Regions from separate parts of the Rattus norvegicus genome. Here region 2 is linked to region 1. Evidence: chromatin contacts called from public Hi-C data. All regions are on one chromosome and are shown on one strand. Each heading gives the region's core, a stretch centred on a gene start, on an enhancer-like site or on the middle of the called end of the contact. The rest is flanking DNA. Distances are from core to core; before and after follow the strand shown. Region 1 has its middle 27 kb from the start of Batf3. Region 2 has its middle 20 kb from the start of Nenf.

Region 1 (6,306 bases), core at 1,773-4,272:
AGAAGGGGAGTTAAAGCACTTAAGAGCCTCGTTAAAGTTAGGGTTGAGAAAAATTTAAACTTACAGTTGAGAACCACTGGGTTAGATCCCACAGCCTTCACTTAACTAGATCTGGGTGAGCAGCTGGTGTTCTCTCTCTCTCTCTCTCTCTCTCTCTCTCTCCTTGATTTTTTCTTTATCCCCTTTATCCAGTCTCTTTATCCTCTTATCACCCTACTGTGCCCGCCGTACTTAGTTCTGTGGGTATTCTTTAAGCATATTTATTTTTTATCTTATGTGTATGAGTGTTTGCCTGACTATGTCTATGTACCACGTGAAAACAGATGCCTGCAGAGGCCAGAAGAAGGCATTAGATCCCCAGAGGCTAGAGTTACAGATGGTTGTGAGCCACTGTATGGATCCTGAGCTGAGAGTAGCAATTGGGTCCAGAAACCGGCCAGTGCACTTAATCACTGAGCCATCTCTCCAGTCCCTGGTTTTGTTGTTGTTGTTTATTTGTTTGGGGGTTTTTTGGGGGAAGGGCGGATAGGGCCTCATTATGTAGCTGGATAGAACTGGAACTAAGTATGACCCCCTGCCTCAGCCTCTGGAGTGTCGAGATTAACATAACAGCAAGCTAATTAGATATGACAAATATTTAGTTCTGTGATGACCTCTTTTTTTTTTTTTTTGGTTCTTTTTTTCGGAGCTGGGGACCGAACCCAGGGCCTTGCGCTTCCTAGGTAAGCACTCTACCACTGAGCTAAATCCCCAGCCCCCTGTGATGACCTCTTAAACTGGGAAATAAGAAGGTGTCTTTGCTTCTTTGCAATAGTCTCAGGGTCTCCGTCTGTCTACCTGTGGTAATAACTGAGTGATGACATCACCAAGGATTTTGCATTCTTAAGACTGCAGGTATTTTTCCAGACTGGGCTTTGCAGTAAACCTGCCTCAGGGCCTTACTGTAACACCCTTCACAGATGAGCACCCTGAGGCCTAGGCAGGTCAAAGGCTACGACTCAAAAACAGGGCTCTGGCTCGCCCCTCTATACTTATGCCAGTCGCGTGGGGGAGTGTAGTTCTCAAAGCCAACCCTGGTTTGTGGCCTGGAGCTGGGGCACCCAAGCCACACACACCCTCTGGGCCCTGGCTGGGCCAGATGTGTCCGCCAGAGGCCACCAGGGGGCGCTGCAATGCCGGCGACTCCCGGGTGAGGTCCACGCCTGTTCCACGGACCCAGCCTCAGCTCCTGGAGCCGGCAACTTGAGGCGGACAGGGCAGAAGCTGGGAGATCGCTTGGCCCCGGGCAGCGCAGACCTCAGCCGCAGCTCAAGCCCTGGTCCAGGCAGGCTTCTCGACGCTCGGGGAGTCGGGGTACTGAGCCTCGGAGTCAGGGGTGCTGCGCCCCGGGCAGACCTCCTTCCTCTTTTCCAGTCATAGGCTCCGTATGTGAACTCGTTTGCATCTCTGCGGGCTTTAAATGTTGCACAACTCCACGGAAGAAGAAACTCTGCCACAAGGCCCGTTCCTATTGGTACGTCCACGTTCATATTGGATAAATTATTAGAAATGGGCTGACCCTTGCACGAAGCCCCGGGTTTCTTCCCCTCTCTCCCCAAACAAACAAGCAAATAAGAGTAAAGCTTTGAGCCAGCCTGCTGCCTTGTCTCCCAAAGTCCTCCATCCTGGCGCTTCATCTTGCACTGACCAGTGAGTGCAAGGACTTGGTGCCGCTCTCCCTGCTTCCCAGCTGAAGGCAGTTCTGAAAAGAGCTGCAACATCCCCCCCCCCCCATGCAGGGGGAGAACACAGGCAGATTCGGGGGTGAGGGTTAAAACATCAGGTTCTGTTTCTACTCAGCACAGGAGAGACTGCGCCCCTGCAAAAGCAGTTTGCACAGAGTAGAACTCAGTTTACCATAGAGCGGAATTCTCACTTCTGCTGTGCAGGGGTCCCACAGGGAAAGCGCAGATGCACATGGGTGTGTGGATGTGCATGTGTGTGTGCCTGTGGGGTGTGTGCATGTGTGTGTTCCTGTGTGTGTGTGTGTGTGTGCTATGTGACTGCCAATGCACGTGGGTGTGCATGCAGAAGTCAGAGATCAACTTTGTCATCCTTAGATACTGTCCAGCTCTTTAGTTTTGTTTTGTTTTTGTTGTTGTTGTTGTTTTAAGACAGAATTACTAGCTGGATGGATGGATCCCAGAAATCTATACTGACTGGCCAGCTAGCTCTGAGGGTGGCCTCCCCATGCACCCATGCCTCTTACACCTTGAGGTCTGGTTCTCCCTCAGCATCCCTGTCTTGCACTAGCCTGTGTCTGGCTTGCAGTGTACAATCGTGCTGTGTATGTTGACCAGTCAGCTGACACACTGGCTCTCACACTGTATCACACTGTACCAAGTTGAACCTCAGCTGGGTCTTAAAGGGAGCAGAATCACACTGGATTCTGTCAGAGGGCCATGCTGAGGCTCATTATAACGCTAACCACATATGCAAATGAGCATCGGAGGTGAGGGTAGAAAGTGCCTCTGGTTTGTCTAGTAAGGCTTCCTGGTGGTCGGGTGAAGGGCTCGAGCCTTCACGAAGCTGGTGAAGAAGCGGGGTAGGGGTGGGGGTGGAGAGTGTGGTTTCAGGCCATGGCTCACCCTTTACTGGTTCAGGTCTTCACTTGAGTCATCCCAGAATTCCCCTGACAGCCACTGGGAACATTCCAGAGTGTGACATCTCTCAGGAAACAAGCTCAATTCCTGGAAATGTCACCCCACCAGTCTTTCTTAGAAACCATACATGCCAGCAGCTGGGATGAGTGGCAGAGGTCAGGGTAATCCGCCGGGGTCTACAGAAGCCTGGCTCCCGACTGCCTGTCAGAAAGGTCCCTCAAAGACTGCTCCTCGGGAAGCCACAGTCAAGTGAGAAATGTGTGCTGCCAGGGACAGTAGGAGTCCTGGCTTTTCCATGGCTGAGCCCACTGATCTCTGAGTTCCTAGCCTTTCTTCTTCCCTCCAGGGACCTAGAGAGGGACATTGAAGCCAGCAAGGGTTCTGACTCATTTACTGTGAACTCATCGAGATGTTTGGCAAGAGCCCGTGGGCGTCTTGGGAGAACTCTTGGTTCACCTTTATTTCTTTCTATTGCGCTTTTTTTTTTCTTGAAATAGCAAGTCTGGTTTTACCAAAAATAGATGGAAAGACCAGAGTATTATTGCATCAGAGCATCAGAAGAAACAAAGAATTGTCCTTTGTTTCCTGCTTTTGTGTGTGTGTGTCTGTGTGTGTGTGTGTGTGTGTGTGTGTGTGTGCAGGGATCCTGCTTCTGTCTTCTATTGAATGATAGCATTTCTGGCACACATGGCTTCTTTTATTTTTTAAAACCTGGGTTCTAGGGTTTCACACTCAAGTGCTCCTGCTGGCTCAGCAAACATTTTACCAACCAAGGCATCTGAGATCTCCAGCCCTAGTCTCTTATTTTAAACTTTCATAGGAGCTGGGAACTGAGGAGAGACAAACACAGAAGGTGAGAGCTGAGGCAGTAGAAACAGTGTGAGGGACAGGAATTCACAGCTTGGCAGAGAAAGGTTGAAACCCAATTTCAAAACTGCCTTTAGGCAGTGTGTGGTGACAGGGCCTTTTAATCACTGCATTTAGCAGAGGCAGGTAGATCTCTGTGAGTTTGAGGCCAGCTTGGTCTATATCAAATGTTTCAGGTAAGCCAGAGCTACATAGTAACTCTCAAAAACAAACAAAATGACAACAGCCTCCCTTTGTGTTTTCTTCTTTCCTATTTCACAGCAAAGCCCCATGTCTTTGAGATGTCTGTTTCTACTCCACCACTCTCGGCTGAGGCCATGTGAAAGCTTATGTGAGCACCTTGCATCACAGGATAAACACGAGGCTGCTCTCTGTCCCTTCAGGACGGTGAGTGATTGACTGATATTCAATCTCCGGGAGGTCATGTCCACCAACAATAAGCTATCTGCCCAGGAGGCCAGGAGAGACCATCTCATTTCCTCCATTTGCACTGAAACCTCAGGCATTGCGGTGTGGTTTCCATGGAGCAGAACAGTGGTTTGCAAACAGAGCTCAGAGCCAAGGTTCAGAAAAGATGGGCCAAGAGGCAAGCGGGGCAGGGTTGGCACATATATTTATACTATGGTTCTAGAAACTTCCTGAAAAGTGAGGGTGAACTTGAGGGACAAGTTTATTTATTTACTTACTCCCCGCCTAGTTCAGAAATGGCTCAAGGTTGTGTGCAATGTGCAAAATGCAGCTAGATTCTTTTTTAAAGGAAAAAAACCCAAACAAATTAGCCGGGTTGGTGGATCTGAAAGACTATCAGTTTGGAGACTATCAGTCTGAGCTACACATTAAGACACGTGCACACACACACACACACACACACACACACACACACACACACACACACACACATACACGGTGGGAAATAGAAAGAATGTGTTATGATTAACCTTCATTGTCAACTGGATTCTGGGAGACTCACCTCTGGGCGTGTGTCAGCGTTTCCAGAGGGGTTTTACTGAGAAGGGAAGACCTCCTTTCTTGGGTGGCTTCAGTTTGCTTTTGTCATGATGAGAAAAGCAACTCAAACAGAATGTAAAACACTGATTGGGAAATTCGGACGTCCTTGTGATAAGGTTCAGGGGGAAAGCCAGGCTTGAAAGCAGGGTTGCAGCTGGTGGGCAAAGTTCGCAGAAGGGTCAAGTGGGCCAGTTGCTTCTCTCAGAAAGCAAGGACACTCTGGGGAGGGCCCTGAGCTCTCTGTGGATGTATAGTCTTCTGGAGCAAGCACATTCTCCTCCATCTTGCCACCATCCTTGTCCTTACAGGCTGCACGTGGCCACACATCCTTTCCACATGAGCAGACACAGTCTACCCCCTTTACCCTTTAATAGTAATTCAGTCAGCTTACCTAGATGGAAACTTGCCTAGGAGATCGGTGAGGCACAGTTGAGTGTTTCTGGTGAGTTTTCAGAGGTCATGAAGGTTAAGAGGCCGTTACCATCAAGGCAAACATGGTGGTAGCAGTGGCTTGAGAGCTCACAGCTCAAAGTGCAAATGGGGAGCAGAGGGAATGGGGATGTCAAAGCCCACCTCCAGGGACACAGTTCCCACAGCAAAGCCATACCTCCTAAGCCTCCCCCAAAGGCCTCACCACCTAGGGATAGAGAATTCAAATACTCACTCAAACCACACACTCATAGTGTGGACAACTTTTCTTTGTGCAAGACCTCCCTGCCTAAGCTACTTGGGTCTGGCCAACATGGATGGAGCCTTTCAAACTGAGTTAAAACACATCTTTCTTCCTTTTAATTTTTCTCTCATATGTTTTGCTCACAGCGATTACAGGAGTAACTAATGTATCCACCTCCCCACCCACCCCCAACCCCGCCTAAAAATATCAAAGGGAGTTGGAGAAATGTGGCAGAGGTTAAGAGTGATTGCTCTTGTCCAGGACCTGAGTTCAACTCCTAGCACCTGCATGTCTATTCACAATGATCCATAACCCAGTTCCAGGATCCACACGGTAAACAAACACACAAATGAGCAAACCATTCATAAAATAAAATTAATAAATCTTAAAAAAGCAAAACAAAGAGTGTGTTGCAATTAATGATTAATGGTAGATACTTAGTTGGTTAGGCCCCCAAACATTGCAAATATATATATATAATATATAAACAAATATATATATTTATATTTATATATATTTATATTAACAAATATAAATATATATTTATATTTATTTATATTAACATATATATTTATATTATATATATATGTTATATTTGTATATATATTTGTTAATATATATATTTATATTAACAAATATAAATTATATATATATATATTAACAAATACAAAATTTCACATTCAAGGACCTGTGCTCCTTAGAGAGGCTAATGTTCCATCACCTGAGCTCTGTGCCAGTCACTGATAAGGTCCAGGAAGGAGGAAGGTCAAAGGAGGCTGTGGGGTTAAAGGATTTTGAAGATAAATATTTTACTTGTCAGCATGGAGGACCAAGCAGGCAGCTGCTGGCAGGCACTGAGGTACAAGCTAGCACATATAAACTGCATAGGCAGGCACAAGCTCATGTATAGATCAGGACGCAGGCCCCATGGAGGTGGGCACACAGCCTTACAGGCTGTCTCAGGTAGAGGCTCCTGACCTCATGGCCACATTTGTATAGGATCACATAAAAAAGGCATTTTGTCAAAAAATAGTTATATTACAGATTTACTAGTGTCAATCATTTGGTGCTGACCAATAGCCTCCTCCAGTGTCCAGGGTCAGCTATGCCAATATC
Region 2 (5,810 bases), core at 1,694-4,193, 160 kb before region 1:
CACACACACATACACACACATATACACACATACACATATACACACACACATATACATACATATACACAACAGAATCTGGGGGCCCACTGGCTATCGAGTTTAGTCGATCAGTGAGCTCTGGGTCTGTCAGGGAGGCCAACCCAAGTAGCCTTTGAAGGACTGCCAGGCCTAGACAAGCCTCCCCAAGGCAGGGGTGTGTGTCCAACCAGGAGAACCGGGGCACGGGTCTCAACCTGCAGTGAGCAGAAGTCTCTCAGGTGACTCAGGCCTGTAGGTGCGAGGCTACCTTGAAGACCCAGCCTGGCACCAAAACCTATGTCTGAGTAGCTCTGTTGACTAGATCAGGCTGTGACCTCTGGGAGAAAGAAACCTTGTGCTAACAGAACCTGAAGCTGTGTGTGTGTGTGTGTGTGTGTGTGTGTGTGTGTGTGTGTGTGTGTCTGTCTGTCTGTCTGTCTGTCTGTCTGTCTGTCTGTTTGTCTGTCTGTCTGTCAGTGTCTTGTACCTGGGGCAGGAGCCACACTTGCCTTCAAGGGTCTGTGGTCTGAGCCCTTTGCCTACTCACTGACAGTGGGCAGTGGGGAAGGCAGTGCTCAGGGTTGTCAGTTCTTGAGGGAGTCACATGGGCAGGCTGAGACTAGAGACTCTGACGATGCCCTGTCCTGCCTAAGAAACACAGGGATCCAGGTGGCCCATACACGCCAGGCACAATCTGTGACCTGCTGGGACCCTTGAGGAAGGACTCAGTCTTTGCCTCCACAAACATGGAGGCACCACCCCGACACTCCATTGGGGTTCTGCTCTGAAACTGTCAGTGTGCTTTGAAAATGCCCCATGCCGTGGACACCCGGTGCTTCCCCAGCCCTGGTGCTGTGGCAGGAAACTGGAGAGCTGTCCGTCAGCTGTGGTTGGGATTCACTCAGCGGTCAGCTTCCCCCTGCTCTGAGTAGGTGTCTAGGGTTTGTGGGAATGCAATGGGTGACCTGGATACCTGGCTCTGAGAAAGGCTGGGCTTTTCTGCTGGACACAACCCACATTCTTCTGCCAAGCCCGGGGCTTGATCCAGTTTCTTCCAGTGGAGCAGAGCCAGCATGGCCTGTTTAGACCAGAATGGTCAGCAGAGCACGAGGCTCAGAATAGGGTGCCTTCCATACCTGGGAACTCAGTAGTGCTAGGTCGGAAAATGTCCCCCAAGGGGCTGAAAAGAGGCAGGTGGCAAGTAGGGAGCTGGACATGGTGTGTGAGTGGCCTGCTAAGGTGTGTAAAAGAACAGGTTTGCAGCACCATGGCGGGAGCTTGGAACAGGCAGTTCTGTTCTCCACTGTTCTTCTGACTGCCCCACCGGATCTCACCAGTCCCTCTCTCCCACTCTCCCTTCCACCAGGGCCAGAAGGAAGGCCTCTAGCTCAGGGGAAGGTGAAGAAGTGGCCCATGTCCCTTCTACCAGCAGGCGCGTCTGTGCAATTCCTCAGGGCAGTTCCAGTCTCCAACTCTAAGTACATAAAAGTATTTGTTGCACGTGGGCTCCAGTGACTGAGATTCTGAAATAATCCTCAGCCAGGAGCAACATCAAGTCTTGGAGCACAACTGTACTACCTGGTTTTATAATCGTGTGTTCAGAACAGAGTTGTCTTCCTAGATAAGCAAGGCTGTGGATTGACATGGAGCTGAGCTGGATTGACAGATCCTAGTGTCCTAGCGCCGTCAGTGGGGTTGGGAGGGTGTTTACAGGGAGGCAGGAGAGTATAGAAAGGGTGTGGAGAAGTGAGCTGGCACTGGGCTGAGTGAAAAGGAATGATCTGAAGGGCAGGAGCCAAGCCATTGTCTCCTTTGGATAGAAGTCTTTTTCTCTGGGTTAATAAAAACCTATTTGAAGGGCTGTGGATGTGTAGGAAGGGCTAGGGCTCTCTCTCTCTCTCTCTCTCTCTCTCTCTCTCTCTCTCTCTCTCTGTGTGTGTGTGTGTGTGTGTGTGTGTGTGTGTGTGTGTGTGAGTCAGTCAGGAAGAAAAGGAATTCATACACACTTATGCCTCAGCTCACATCCTCCAGGGCCCCTGCCTAGTGTTCCCACAGTAGACCCACCTTTCCACCTCCATTAAGGTAATCAAGACAGTCCTACCTCCCACCAAGGCCAACCGGATCTAGAAAACCGTTCACAGAGATTCTTGCCAAGTTAGACTACCTTGTATCATTTTGACATTTAAAAAAGTATCACAGGGCTCAGAGATAGCTCAGCTGTTAAAGGCTAGGCTCACCTCTGTGTTTGTTCTTCTTGGTCTCATTAATGTGTGAACACTAACATCCTCCCTACTGTGCTGCTCTGTGTATGTGAAGGGCAGTGCTGGGCTGGTATGGAACATTGTATCCATCAGCACAGCTGGCCCACACAAGTGGGGTAGGGTTCTCACTAGTGGCAGTCACCTGCAGCATCCTGCTTTATATCTCTGGTTAAGATTTCCTCATATATAAAATGGGACCATCACACTGTCACCGACGGGAATGAGGCAGGGTCTCACTTGTCCTGGGTGCCCTGCCCTCTCTGCACTTGGCCTTGAAAAGAACTGTGTGAGCAGTTGCTCATATTGGTGGGCTGTGTCTCCTCTGTGCTGGAGACCCCGGGTGTGATGTAGAATTTAGAGCATAGGACCACATTCAGCCTCCACCTGTCAACCTCTTCTCCAAATTCTCCCACCCTGATTCTTGACCTGATTACCTATGTCCCCAGAGCTGCCCTATAACCTCCTTGGTCACCTGTCAGCCACTTGGGACAGAGGCAGAGGGCCCCTTGTTCCTCCTAGGAGGAGCTGGGTCTGCCCTGGGAGGGGGATACCCCATGCGTCACTTAAGTGCTGGGCTGCCCAGCTTCAGGCCAGTGTATGCGAGTGCCCATGCCAGGCAGGCTCAGATGAATCACTTCTGTTCCATGTGGTCACCCTGGCTGGCAACAGAGGCCCTGTGTGCTTCTGTGTGTGGTTTCTTTCCATTCCGTGAGTCAGAAGGCACCAGTCACTGGCCATGTGATGCCGTAGTCTCCTGCCAAGGAACAGTGGCAAAGAATTTCTGGAAAACCCTGGAAGGATGGGGAGGGCAGCTCTGGTTGCCAGAAAGGAGCCTGAGCTGAGAGGGCTGGATGCAATCTCGTGAGGCCAAAGGCCCTCGCAGTTGGCAGTAGCTGCTGGGTGAAGGGTCAAACCAGGTTTCCCTGTGGTGGGCTAGCATGACCATTTGGTCTAATTATAAGCAGAAAGCTTTTTTTAAAATGTAAAAACCTTGGTAATTTAAGAACTATAAAAAGGAAGAATTGTCCTCAGAAGACACTTTTTATTTATTAATTTCTTTAGTATTGGCCTTTATAAAAAAGGATAAAGAAAAAGGAGGAGGAGTGGGAGGAGGAAGGGGAGAAGAAGAAGGAGGAGGAGGAGGAAGAGGAGGAGGAGGAAGAGGAAGGGGAAGAAGGGGAAGTGGAAGAAGAAAAGAAAGAGGAGGAAGAAGAGGAGGAGGAAGAGGAGGAGGAGGAGGAGGAGGAGATAATGATTAGACTGTCTTGTTCTGGAACTCACTGTGTAGACCAGGCTGACCTCAAGCTCACAGAGATCTGCCTACCTCTGCCTCCTGAGTGCTAGGATTAAAAGCATGGGCCACTACACCTGGCTGATTTATTATTTCTTTAATTGCGTGTATATGTATGGGTATATGCACATGTGTACAGGTGATTGCAGAAGTCAGAAGCATCAGGTACCCCAGAAAACTGAAGTTACAGCCGGCTGTGGGCCACCTGGCATAGGTGCTTGGAGTTGATCTGTAGTCCTCTTCAAGAGCAATGTTTTCTTGCCAACAAGCCAGCTCTCCAGCCTCTAGTTTTTTGGCATTTTGAAATAGGTCTTACTGTGAGCCAGGCTGGTCTCAAGGCTACTACGTAGCTCGAGCTGCATGTCCCTACTGAGAGTGGGTATGGAGAGCTTCTAGACTCCGTTTATGGAGTGCTGGGATTACAGACCTGCACAACCACAGACACTGTTCCGGCTTACCAAGATGTTTCCTGTGCATACTGAGTGTCACCTGCTTGCCTCTGGACCATCATACTGCTGGACACTGCCCGAGTCTGGTCTTGATCCTGCCTGAAGCCTGGGATACTGTGACTCTAGGTCCCTAGGATGGCAGTCAGCAAGTCAGGGCCTCGGTTCCTGTGCTCCCTGGTCCCTGGAGGTATTTAAAAGGCTAAACGAGGGGTTGGGGATTTAGCTCAGTGGTAGAGCGCTTGCCTAGGAAGCGCAAGGCCCTGGGTTCGGTCCCCAGCTCCAAAAAAAAAAAGAACAACAACAACAAAAAAAGGCTAAATGAGTCTCAACCAAATAAGAGAAGACCCTTTGCTCAGAGCCCCAGGATTTACCACACCATCCCTGAGAGTCTATAGGTGTCTGGTTCCACATAAGGACTGATGGTGAGGACTCACATTCTGGCATTCTGGCCTGGGGGTGGTATTCCTTAGGGAGTTATGATAAATGAACTACCCAGTCTATTCCTTATTTAACTGTAACTGTGGCCATGTATGTATGTGTGTGCATATGTAAGTGTGTGTGTAGTATCTTGTGTGTGGTGTGTGATAAGTATACGTGGCTTTGTTCATGTGTATACCTGTGGAGTACGTGTATCTTTGTGGTATGTGGTATGTATGTGGAACGTGGTGGTTTGAGGTAGAATGTGTGGGTGAGGCAGGTATTTGGGGGTTTGGTCCCCGGTTGGTTGAGCTGCTTGGGGCGGCTCTGGAGCCTGTGGGTGGGTGGCAGAGGACTTCTGGGGGACGTCCATTACTGAGTGGGCACTGGGAGTTTCTAGCCTCACTGGCTCTTCTTGCCTTGTAGCTACTGTTGAAGATGTGATCTCTCCACTTCCTGTTCCTGTGGCCATGCCTGCTGCTTGCTGCTGCCCCTCCCTGCCAGGCTGGACTCCAGCCCTCTGGGATCGCAGGCTTAAACAAACCCTTGGTCATGCTTCTATCCCAACAACTAAAGGTTTTGATAACAGGGTTACAGTACAGAACAGTATTCAGTCCTTAGCGGGGTTTTCTTCTTGTTGTTTGTTTTACAAGATAAGGTTTTTCCACGTAGCCCTGGATGCCCTGGAACTCACTCCATAGACCAGGCTAGCCTCGAACTTCAGAGATCTGCCTGCCTCTGTTTCCTGAGTTGTGGGATAAAGATGTGCACCACCAGGCCTGGCCAGTCTTTAGTGATTAATTAATCAATCCGTTGGCCAGTTCAACAAGAAAGCTGCCCACACAATGAGGCTTCAGCCATGGCTGATGATGTGGTTTAAGGTTCAGGATGGCAACAAGTAAGAGGGGGACAAGGGTGACATGGGTGACAAGGGTGACAAGGGTGGGTTTGTATTGTCAATTTGGCCGGATTTAGAATCACCTAAGAGACGTGCCTCTGGGTATGGGTGGTATTTCCAGAGTTAAGAGTGGACTGAAGAGACCCTGAATGTGGGTGGCACCCTCCATGGGTTGAGGTCCTAGACTGAAAAAGGGAGGGAGGGCTGGGGGTCATTCTGATGCCTCCTGATGGTCGGAGGGAAGTAAACAGCTGCCCCTGCCTCACTGGTATGTCTTCCCACCACAATGGATGGATCATTTCTTAAGCCACAGGGACAAAAACAACTCCTGCTTCCCCTACGTTGCCTTTTCAGGTATTTTACAGAGGACCTAACAAAGGTGCACAAGGAGAGTGAGTGTTGAGATCCCAGATCTGCTGTTGGTGTCCTAGAGCAAAGAGGACTCCACAACTCAGACAGCAAAGTGGAATTGCAAA

What was found. A called contact is a pair of places that touch in the nucleus more often than the background predicts.
Region 2: a Hi-C map of the A7r5 cell line shows a contact between it and region 1, with 2.0 times the contacts expected there. The contact joins two enhancer-like sites. A contact is called at or near these places in 3 of 12 Hi-C or Micro-C datasets (the A7r5 cell line, the Rat2 cell line and mammary epithelial cells).

What each region holds. Positions count from the first base shown.
Region 1 is chr13:105,244,362-105,250,667 of GRCr8, reverse strand. No RefSeq gene overlaps it. Among named protein-coding and RNA genes, the nearest start is that of Batf3, 27 kb to the right of the region's middle. Within about 2 kb of position 3,022, at least 21 of the 93 cell types and tissues checked have an H3K27ac peak or open chromatin away from gene starts, as enhancers often do. A contact at or near this core is called in the A7r5 cell line, where this site is marked.
Region 2 is chr13:105,402,809-105,408,618 of GRCr8, reverse strand. No RefSeq gene overlaps it. Among named protein-coding and RNA genes, the nearest start is that of Nenf, 20 kb to the left of the region's middle. Within about 2 kb of position 2,943, at least 47 of the 93 cell types and tissues checked have an H3K27ac peak or open chromatin away from gene starts, as enhancers often do. A contact at or near this core is called in the A7r5 cell line, where this site is marked.